2 separate regions of the Rattus norvegicus genome follow, and region 1 is linked to region 2. The links are chromatin contacts, called in public Hi-C maps. All regions are on one chromosome and are shown on one strand. Each heading gives the region's core, a stretch centred on a gene start, on an enhancer-like site or on the middle of the called end of the contact. The rest is flanking DNA. Distances are from core to core; before and after follow the strand shown. Region 1 has its middle 34 kb from the start of Mtpn. Region 2 overlaps LOC134486754 (a long non-coding RNA gene).

Region 1 (4,570 bases), core at 403-2,902, 100 kb after region 2:
TTGATTTCCAAAGTGGTTTAAAGATTACACATTTCCTTAAGGCTGAGCCCATCTTTCATCCCTTCCTTTTACATTCTCAAGCACACTCTTTTGCCTTTTCTTTTGGGATGGTGAAGAGTGTTGAGTATTTTGGATCAGACAGAATATTGGAAAATAAAATCTTGGCTACCCTTGAGAGTTTTGAGCCTCCATAGACCTCAAAAATCACTTAAAAAATGTGCTTCTCTGCAAAACTGATACAGATTTGGCCTACTCCTATGACTTGTGCCATTAATTGATCCCTACTGTACTTCTCCCTTGTTTTAATCATTTATTTGTTCCTTCCTCCCCCATGTGCATCTGTGTATGTACACACCCATGGCAGCACACATGTGGTCAGAGGGTAACTTAAGGATTCAGAACTCTTCTATCCATGGGTCCAGGGGATCAAACTCAGGCTTGGTGCCATGCGCCTTTAACTGCAACACCAACTTACTGGCCTTGATTGACTATACTCTCTTTTGACAATACATATTACACTTTTAAAAAATTTAAACACTTGCTTTAGTGTGTGTGAGTCTTTGTGTATTTCTATGTTAAGTGCATATGTGAGAATGTGCTGAGATCTGAGGATTACTTGTGGGTGTTGGTTCTCTCCTTCAATTAGTTAGGTCCCTGGAATTGAACTGGGACCTTTACTTTAGCCTTGTTGTTATGTTGCCGCCCACTGAGACGTCTTGTCTTCTTTCCTTTTGCTTTTAGCTTCAAGGCTAGACTTTCCTATACTATACCTCTTTCCCCCATCTCCTCTATTCAGTAAGGGTTGTCTCTTCATTGTTAAGGCAAAAGAAATATCCCAGTGGGAGAAAGGCAGGAAGAGGGGTGGGGAAAAACGGTTTTGGAAGTAGTTGGAAGAGCAGCCATCTTCTGGCCTGTTACCTGACTTTGATATATGAGTGGGTGCTAGAATCATGGAGGACAGACTTAACTGATAAGCTAAAGTCCTCTGCCCTGCTAAGAAACTTTGAAAAACAACCTGAATGGCCGTCATATTTGAAGACTTGTCCTGTTTGGTGGTTCTCTGAATCACTAAGCATCTCTGCGAATGGGACAGGGCTCTGTTAGTTGGTTTTTGCAGTAGCAAATCCTGTCTAGAAGGCTGTGAGAATTCTCAGCACAGACAACCTCCTAGGGTAATGAGACCAGCTGACCATCTTTTATTTATGCCTTCAAAGGACTCTGCAAGCCCAGGTAACAATGGGTGGAAGAACAAGCCTGTCATGTATTAATAAACAGGAAGGCTGATCATGGGAGGTGGGTTCTCTTCCGAGAGGGATCACCAAGGACTAATGGGCTCCCTGGAGCTTCAGGCCAGGCTTCTTTCTTCTAATGACTTATTAGTTGAGGTTACCAGGAAAGAAAATTGTATTTCCCCCTCTTTTGCCTGGAGAAACTAAAGTCATTTTATCAGTAAATTCTTTAAAGAAGGCAGGGCTACATCTACCTGGGACGCACCCAGCACACACACTAGGGTCCTGGATTTTTTTTTTTTTTTCGGAGCTGGGGACCGAACCCAGGGCCTTGCGCTTCCTAGGTAAGCTCTCTACCACTGAGCTAAATCCCCAGCCCCGGGTCCTGGATTTTTAAATCAACTATTGGGCACTTATGAAATGCCAGACACCATGCTAGGCCTGGGGCCACAAAAATGGGGACAGTGGTGGTCCCTGAAGTGTGTAGTTCAGTCTGTAGCCCAGGGAGAGTTTGAAGACTACTACTAGATCAACTTGCTTACAAGGACTTTTAGAGAATTTGTGTGCTCCCTGGAGACAAGTCTCCAGGTGGGTTATGGGCAGGCAGAAATCAAACAGCGCAGCAAAGACAGTGGCAGGAGGATGTAATGCAAGATCCTGCGGGGGTTTGATCCCGTGGGAATTCGCCCCCTAGTGCTAAAGGATGGGATGTAGAAGTCAGGGTATTGGCAGGGCTGGGTTCCCTCTGAGACTCCGGCCTAGAATCCTTCCCCTTCTTCCTCACTTCTAGTGGTGGCTGTCAATCCTTCGCTTTGACAGACAGTTGTGTCACTTACGTCTGCCTCCACCTTTACTTGGTTAGAGTGTTTCCATGCCTTCGTGTTGTCTTATAATAAGGACCCCAGCTGTTTACAAATAGAGTAATATTTTGAGGTCCATGAAACAGGGACTTCAATTTTTTTTTTCAGATCCTGTTAGGGGTTGCTAAATTCTGAACCCCAAGATCTGGTCCCCCACTCCCACCCCTCCCCTTGCCCCTTCCAGACAAGTGCATCCTTGTATACACTGGCCTTTATTGTGTAAACTTTGCTATACAATTCAAGGCTATTGGTAAAAAAAAAGGATATAGGCTGCGATTGGGTGATAAAGGCGGGACCTGAGAATTCAGTCAGACATCCTGAAAGGGACAACAGGGATGGGGGGGAGAGAAGATGAAGAGAGGAAGAGTGGAGGAGGCTGCCATGAGACTGGACGGATCATGAGTATGTGGCCAGGAGAGGTGTACCCCGAGGACAGGCTGATGGAGCAGAAACAGTCCAGATGACTCAGACAGCAAGTAATAAAGGGGTATATAGTTTGGATAATAGCATATTACCTAGGTTTCCAATGTAGGCTTTCTGCTGGGAGCTGGGGCAGTATCACATCTTGCACCAGGGGTAGCAATATGAACGAGACAGTGGTAGCTTTTTGAGGGAGTCAAGATGAAACACAGGTTTTAAATTTAGTTGATTACAAGAATAGTGAACATAAGTTAAGCTTAATAAGCAACTTGGAAGACATGGTTAGTGTGGGTGGCTAGGTGCTGAGTGCCCAGACACACACGGCAGTTGGGGTAAGGGCCCAGAACCTGGCCGAGAAGTGATCTGGAGCACTGTCCCTAGAAATGATGTACCTTTGCAGCCAGCCAGATGGCCTAGCATCCTTGTTTCTGGGACACTGTTCCCATTTCCACACTTTTAGATCCCCCACTTAAGGCTTGAAAGCAAAACGCTCTTAGGTTTCTGAGAATCTACAACTGCCTTCTCAAAACCGATCACTGTAAACAGCCTCAACACCATTTCCTGTTCTGTACTCCAAACTTGTGAGATCAAGGTTCTCGGATCTTTCTTCTGGCTCAAGGACATTTATCACTTTTTGATCCCCTTAATATAGCTGAAGCTGGAGTCACTGGGAGTAGGGCTGAGCAGAGAGAATCTTTAACTTTCCGTGGATGCTTTACGGACACCAGAAACTCGGTCACTGCTGCCAGGATTTCCTCTGCGTCCGATAACAGGAAGGGCTGCTCTCAGGTTGTGGGCTGAGTTTGAAGGCACGTGGTCCACAATCCTGTATTTGGAATCTGCTTCCACAGCTCCCTGACGTGATTAGTCCAGAGGCTTATTAAGAAAACCCATATCCTCTTTCATGAGTAGACAATTTCAAAGAGAAAGAGTGGAGCCAAAACATGAATGCAGTTTTTAGAAAAAAATCCTAAGGGTTGATTCACAGCATGATAAAACGTTGATATCAAGAAACACCAGGCAAACCCTTAACCGCATAGCTCTGTGAAGAAAAAAACTAGCAACTACGGTTAGTTTCCTTTTGTTCAATATTATCCTAGCAGGCATGTAAGGATATACCTTTAGTTCACTAATAAAGTGGGCATCTTGAGAGAAGAACATGTACTCCAGATGAGGATTAGATAAAAAACTGTTTAACCAGCTAGACTTCCTCTTAAGTCACGTTAAAGGCAATGTTTTATTTAAAAAGACCTTTCATATCTACTTATTTATATCTTCATGCTTTTCTTTCTTTGAACCGTTGGGTGTTCTGAGAATCGTTTAAATGTTTAAGATAATCTGCTTCCATCAGGACTAGTTGTCCGGGGAGGAATTCCTTGTTTCTCTCTGCAGTACTGAAGTTACACCACCACCCTGTTCTGTTGCCTGCGCTAACTGGCCATATTTCCATTGGGGCTTTTATTGATTATTGTCACTAAGGGAAGTGACATGGGACATTTAAAGTTAGAGAAGATGAGATGAATTTATTGAATTTATTGAAAAGTACAGTCACAGGAGGGAGAGAAAAAAGATGAAAACCAATTCTTCATGCCTTCTTTTGTTTTGGGGAGGACATACTAGAAAACACTGTCTTCTTGGTGTTTCTATTTGGAGAGCAAGGATGGCCCTGTCCGTGAGTCTAAAGGCATATTAGGCCCCTTGAGTGTTACGCTTCTGTCTGACCCCATCAGGACAATGTACCAGTGCTCAGAGCAGAGCTCAGCAGGTGCCTTGCCAGGCTGGGGCTGGTGAGTAGCCACGTGGCCTATGTCCCATTCTTAGTAGACTGATCTGAGTACTACTCTCAAGTGCACTGAAGCCTGAGCAGCAAGTCCGAAGCCAGTGCGCACAGGCGTGGCGGCTTGCTGTGGGGATGAATGCTGAGCACTACCAGATACCAGGAAGAGGACAAGGACATGCAATATGTAATACCTCTTGAGACTTGCCAGTTCAAACACTTGGAAATTCTTTTGAAAATGTCGTTCCCTAGTGACATTCTCAAAACCACCATGTACTAACTAG
Region 2 (4,677 bases), core at 1,774-4,273:
CATGTTGTGTACTCTGTCCCCCACAGCAGGGCCACCAGATGTGCCCACAGCTGCTTTTTCATGGCCAAAGAGCCATTCACACATTTGTCAGTGTTCAAATGTGTTTCACCAATGGTTGCCTAAGAGACTCCATGTAGCTGACCCCCGTTTCCTTCTGCCTTGCCAGATCTCCCTCCTCCCCTGCTCCCACCCTGCCCACACCTCGGTTTCTCATATCTGGGTCTTTGAGACTCTTCATCTAACTCTGGGCTCACTGGATCATACTTCCAAGTAGGAGGCTGAAGGGGAAGGGCGTGGCTCTTAGGTATTTATTCTTCTTTGGTGTCGGATAGAGAAGAGAAGAGGGGATAGAAATACAAACGTGTTTGTATGAGGGTACACAGAGCCTGCATGGCATAAACCTGGGGTCTTATTCATGCAACAATATGACATGGAAAATGTCTCCAATGAGCTCTGATTCCTGCCATCCAAAGGCACGTTGGCTACACCGACCTACTTTGAACTCTGAAGGCCACCATTTGAGTCACCTCAGTCGTACCAGTATCACACTGAATGGCCCTGAACAGCTCTATTACTGACCCCCGCCCCCCATATTTCTTATTTACCAACTGAGTTGGTAGTTGATGGCTACAGACAGAGTTGCTTCAAGGATGAAATGAGATCTGCTGGTTTCCTGGCATTTATGAGGTGCTGAGTAAGTACCACTGTCTCAGAAGCATTTTCCTGCTTGGGGGGCTGTTTGCGCATCCCCCTGTTGGCCCTTTTAATGTGAGAATCTTCAGAACCTCCTAGGTGACACAGAAAGGAGGACGGAGGAGAAGATGAGATTGGAGCTTACTTGAGAAAATGACATATTTATCAAGGCACATGGCACTGGTGAATTTTAACAGGAATCCCAGTGCTGCCCCCTATGTACTACCACTTGTGAAAAGCAGCTCTGGTGGGACAGACAACCAAGACCTGTGAACCCTGTCTCTCTAAATGAGTGGAAAGGTACAACTTCTCTGCTTGCCATTTTGCTGTTGCTTGGTAGTTCTTTAGATCATTCGGTTCTAGATCTGGCCTTCTAGATTTTTTTTTCCTGTGAGACAGAGTCTTGCTGTGTAGCTCAGGTTGGCCTTGAACTCTCTACCTTCCTGCCTCAGCCTCTTAAGTGCTGGCACTCTTTTGTGGACATCTCTCTGAGTAGTGAGCAGGAGAGCTTCTCTACAGATGAACACAAGATGGTCTCTGGTGGCAGGATGGGGTCAGCTCATTCCACAGGTTGGGAGCTGGGGTCACGGTGTGTGTTACAGTGTGTGTCACAGTGTGTGTCATGGTGTGTGTCATGCCGTGTGTATCTCCTGCAGCTGTGATGTTACACTGTCAGCAGATGCTGAAAATCAGGATCAGCTCACCCCTAAGAGCAGTGTTGGGATGGCCTGGATACCGTGCAGAAGACTCAGACCCAAGAGGACATGTATGGTATGTACTCACTGATAAGTGGATATTAACCCAAAAGTCCAGACTACCTACGATACAGCCCACAGACCATAAGAAGAGTAACAGGCAGAAAGGTGTATGTGAGGAGGCTCCAGTCCTACTTAGAAGGGGAAGGAAATAATCATGGGAGGCAGAGGGATGGTTGGACCTGGGTGGGAGAGGGGAAAGGGGGAACAGGATCAGATATGAGGGGACAGGAGAGAAGCCCAGAGGCCAAGAGAATGAATGCAAATCAGCAGCCTCAGGGGGGAGGGTGGGAAGTGGAAGTGCTCTCTAGGAAGTCCCAGAGACCTGGGAGGTGCTAGGCTCTCAGGACTCATTGGGGGGTGACCTTAGCCAAAATGCCTAACACTGAGGAGAGGGCACTTGAAGAGTAGATAGACAGGGACTCAATGGAGGGACAGGGTCACTAATTCTCGGTTAAAATTTCCGACCCAGAATTGTTCCTGTCTAATAGAACTGCAGGGACAAAAATGGAGAAATAACTGAAGGAAAGGCGGTCCAATGACAGGCCCAACTTGGGATCCTTCTCATGGGGGCCACCAAAACCTGACACTATTACTGATGCTATGGTGTGCTTACAGACAGGAGCCTAGCATGGCTGTCCCCTGAGAGGCCCTACTAGCAGCTGACTGAGACAGAGGAAGATACATATCCAACAACTGGACTGAAGTCGGGGACCTCAATGATTGAATTAGGGGAAGGATTGAAGAAGCTGAAAGGGAGAGCAACCCCATAGAAAGACCAGCAGTCTCAACTAACCCAGGCCCCAGGGAGCTCCCAGAAACTGAGCCAAGAACCAGGAGCAAACAGGAGCCGATCTGAGACCCCTGGCACATATACGCAGAGGACCGCCTGGTCTGGCTACAGTGGGAGACGATGCAAAGATGCGTCTAACCCTCCCCCAGGGAAGGAGGAGGCCTGGTGGGGGTGGGGAACACCCTCTGGGAGGCAAGAGGAATAAAATGAGGAACAGGGGTGGGGGGTGGAGGTGGGCAATGACTGTAATGTAAATAAATAAAATAACCTAAAAAAAGAAAGGAAGAAAGGAAAGAAGGAAGGAAAACAAAAGGAAGAAAGGAAGGAAGGAAGAAAGGAAGAAAAAAGAAAGGAAGAAAGGAAGGAAGGAGGAAAAAGAAAGGAAGAAAGGAAGGAAGGAAGAAGGAAGAAGGAAGGAAGGAAAGAAAGAAAGAAAAATGGAGTGGAGAAAGAAAGAAAAGAAAGGAAGGAAGGAGAGAGAGAAAGAAAGAAAGAAATAAAGGAAGGAAGAAAGAAAGGAAGGAAGGAAGGAAGAAAGAAAGAAAGAGAGAGAGAGAGAGAGAAAGAAAGAAAGAAAGAAAGAAAGAAAGAAAGAAAGAAAGAAAGAAAGAAAGAAAGAAAGAAAAGAAAAGAAAAGTGGAGTGGCGTATGCGTAAGTTCACTGATCGCCCACAAGATGGCACTCTCTTCCCAGGAGAAAGGAAACTTGAGCCGGGGGCGGGGTGGCGGGGGAGGTACTACCGCTGAGCCGGTTGCCGGAGGGCTGGACTTCTGTTTGCTTGCTCTAATCCATTGCATTTGTGCACTTGGCTTGAGATGAGCAACATTAAGGTCAAAATCAGTGGTCCGCAGCCTGAGGAATGTGTCCTCCGTGGCGATTTGTGTCAGCGTCAATTATTAGCAATGCAGAGGAGGGGAAGGGAGTAGAAATATACCCAGCCCAAGTGCGAGCCGAAGCGGATGGTGAATCTTGTGTTTGGAGACTAAGGGGAGGACATTAAACTTGACCCTGAAGCTCTAGAATGTGACCAAATCGCTCTTCACGCTCCAGACGGAAGACATAGGAGGAGGCCGAGACTACTTTGTAGATTCTGAGTTCTTGGCCTGCCTTGTCCCTTCTGTTTGGGACACGTTCCACATCATCTACACACCAATGGTCCACACTGACAATGAAACCCTGAGGATTCTGGGGACGGCAGAGAGGCAGCTTGCCACCCTGGTAGTTTGGCACAGGTTTGAGCACCTGTCTACCTGCTTTAGGTCATTGGAATTTTCTGGAAATGGTTAACATGAAGCATGGGGATTCATACCCTTTTTGGTGATGTGCTGCGTCTGGATGTTCTAGCCCAAACACAAACTTTTTCTTTCAGACCACTTTGGTTCAGATGTTCACTTTAGTCCCCTTAAACCCCGCCCCAAACAGCACCCTGTGTTCTGCTTTCTTGACTGGGTTGGCTGATGGTCTTGTAGCCAACACTTCCATGGTTGCCTACTGAGACAGCTACTACTGGTGGTGCCTCAGTTTCCTCTTCTGCCTATGTATACTCAGCCCTGCTTTGACGGTCTCCCCAGGTGACATAACCTAGGGGCTAAGGAAGCTTAGGAGCTTCCATTTTCCTCAGACGCCAATGGCCTAGGTTCCTGGTCATTTCCTCTGTGCAGTCCCCTCACAAGGAAACCAGTAACCCTTCGAGAGCCCCACAGATACGCTCGTTGTGCCCAGCTTCTGTAGAAACTATCATCGGGAAGTAGGCTATGGGGTTTTCTGTTGAAGCAGAGCGACTCTCTCTGCTCAGTTCTGAGCAGACTGTGAGCTGCTGGGATCGGTGTTTATTCCACATCAAGGGCAACACGATGCAGAGTGGCTTCATCTTTTAGCGTCACGAACTGTGGCAAGGCCAACATCGTCCCCAGACAGTCATGGCCAGACCTGCTTTGAAGGAAACAATCATGTCAGGACCTCAATATCTTCTCCTCCTTCCTTTTTTATTTTTTTAAATTCAGAGAATGTCGGTATCTGGAGAGGCACATAAGGTCAAATGTGTGTTCATTCAAGGTGAACAGACTGTGTTTGAATCTGAAGGAAAAGGGAAACCGGCATGGGAAACAAAGTATTTGTGGTTGTTGATAGTGAAGAAGAAAACAGGCATTGAAACTTTGAGACTAAATTGCTAGGACCACCGGAAACACATGCATCCTGCCCTACCAACCCTTTCTTAATTCTACCATGGAGTTCCCCTTCTCAACTCAAGCTCTTCACCTGCTTTTGGAATTCGAATCTCTTCCAGCCTTTTTCCTTTCAGGCTCTGTAGAAAACTGACGTCGTCAGTGGCCCATGAATGGCTTCTGTACAAGGTGAGACCTTTTGCTCTGAAATACTCCGTCCCCGACTACCCTGACTAGAGGACCTAGAGTTTGGTGTGGTCACCAAATAGG

What was found. Hi-C and Micro-C count contacts between places; a contact is called where the count stands out from the background.
Region 1: a Hi-C map of frontal cortex shows a contact between it and region 2, with 1.6 times the contacts expected there. The contact joins two enhancer-like sites. A contact is called at or near these places in 4 of 12 Hi-C or Micro-C datasets (the A7r5 cell line, frontal cortex and liver).

The regions. Positions count from the first base shown.
Region 1 is chr4:65,117,204-65,121,773 of GRCr8, forward strand. No RefSeq gene overlaps it. Among named protein-coding and RNA genes, the nearest start is that of Mtpn, 34 kb to the right of the region's middle. Within about 2 kb of position 1,653, at least 3 of the 93 cell types and tissues checked have an H3K27ac peak or open chromatin away from gene starts, as enhancers often do.
Region 2 is chr4:65,013,143-65,017,819 of GRCr8, forward strand. It overlaps LOC134486754 (a long non-coding RNA gene), which reads left to right. Exons shown (of 2, transcript XR_010066134.1): 1 at 1-1,464; 2 at 2,067-2,788. Among named protein-coding and RNA genes, the nearest start is that of Fam180a, 40 kb to the left of the region's middle. Within about 2 kb of position 3,024, at least 18 of the 93 cell types and tissues checked have an H3K27ac peak or open chromatin away from gene starts, as enhancers often do.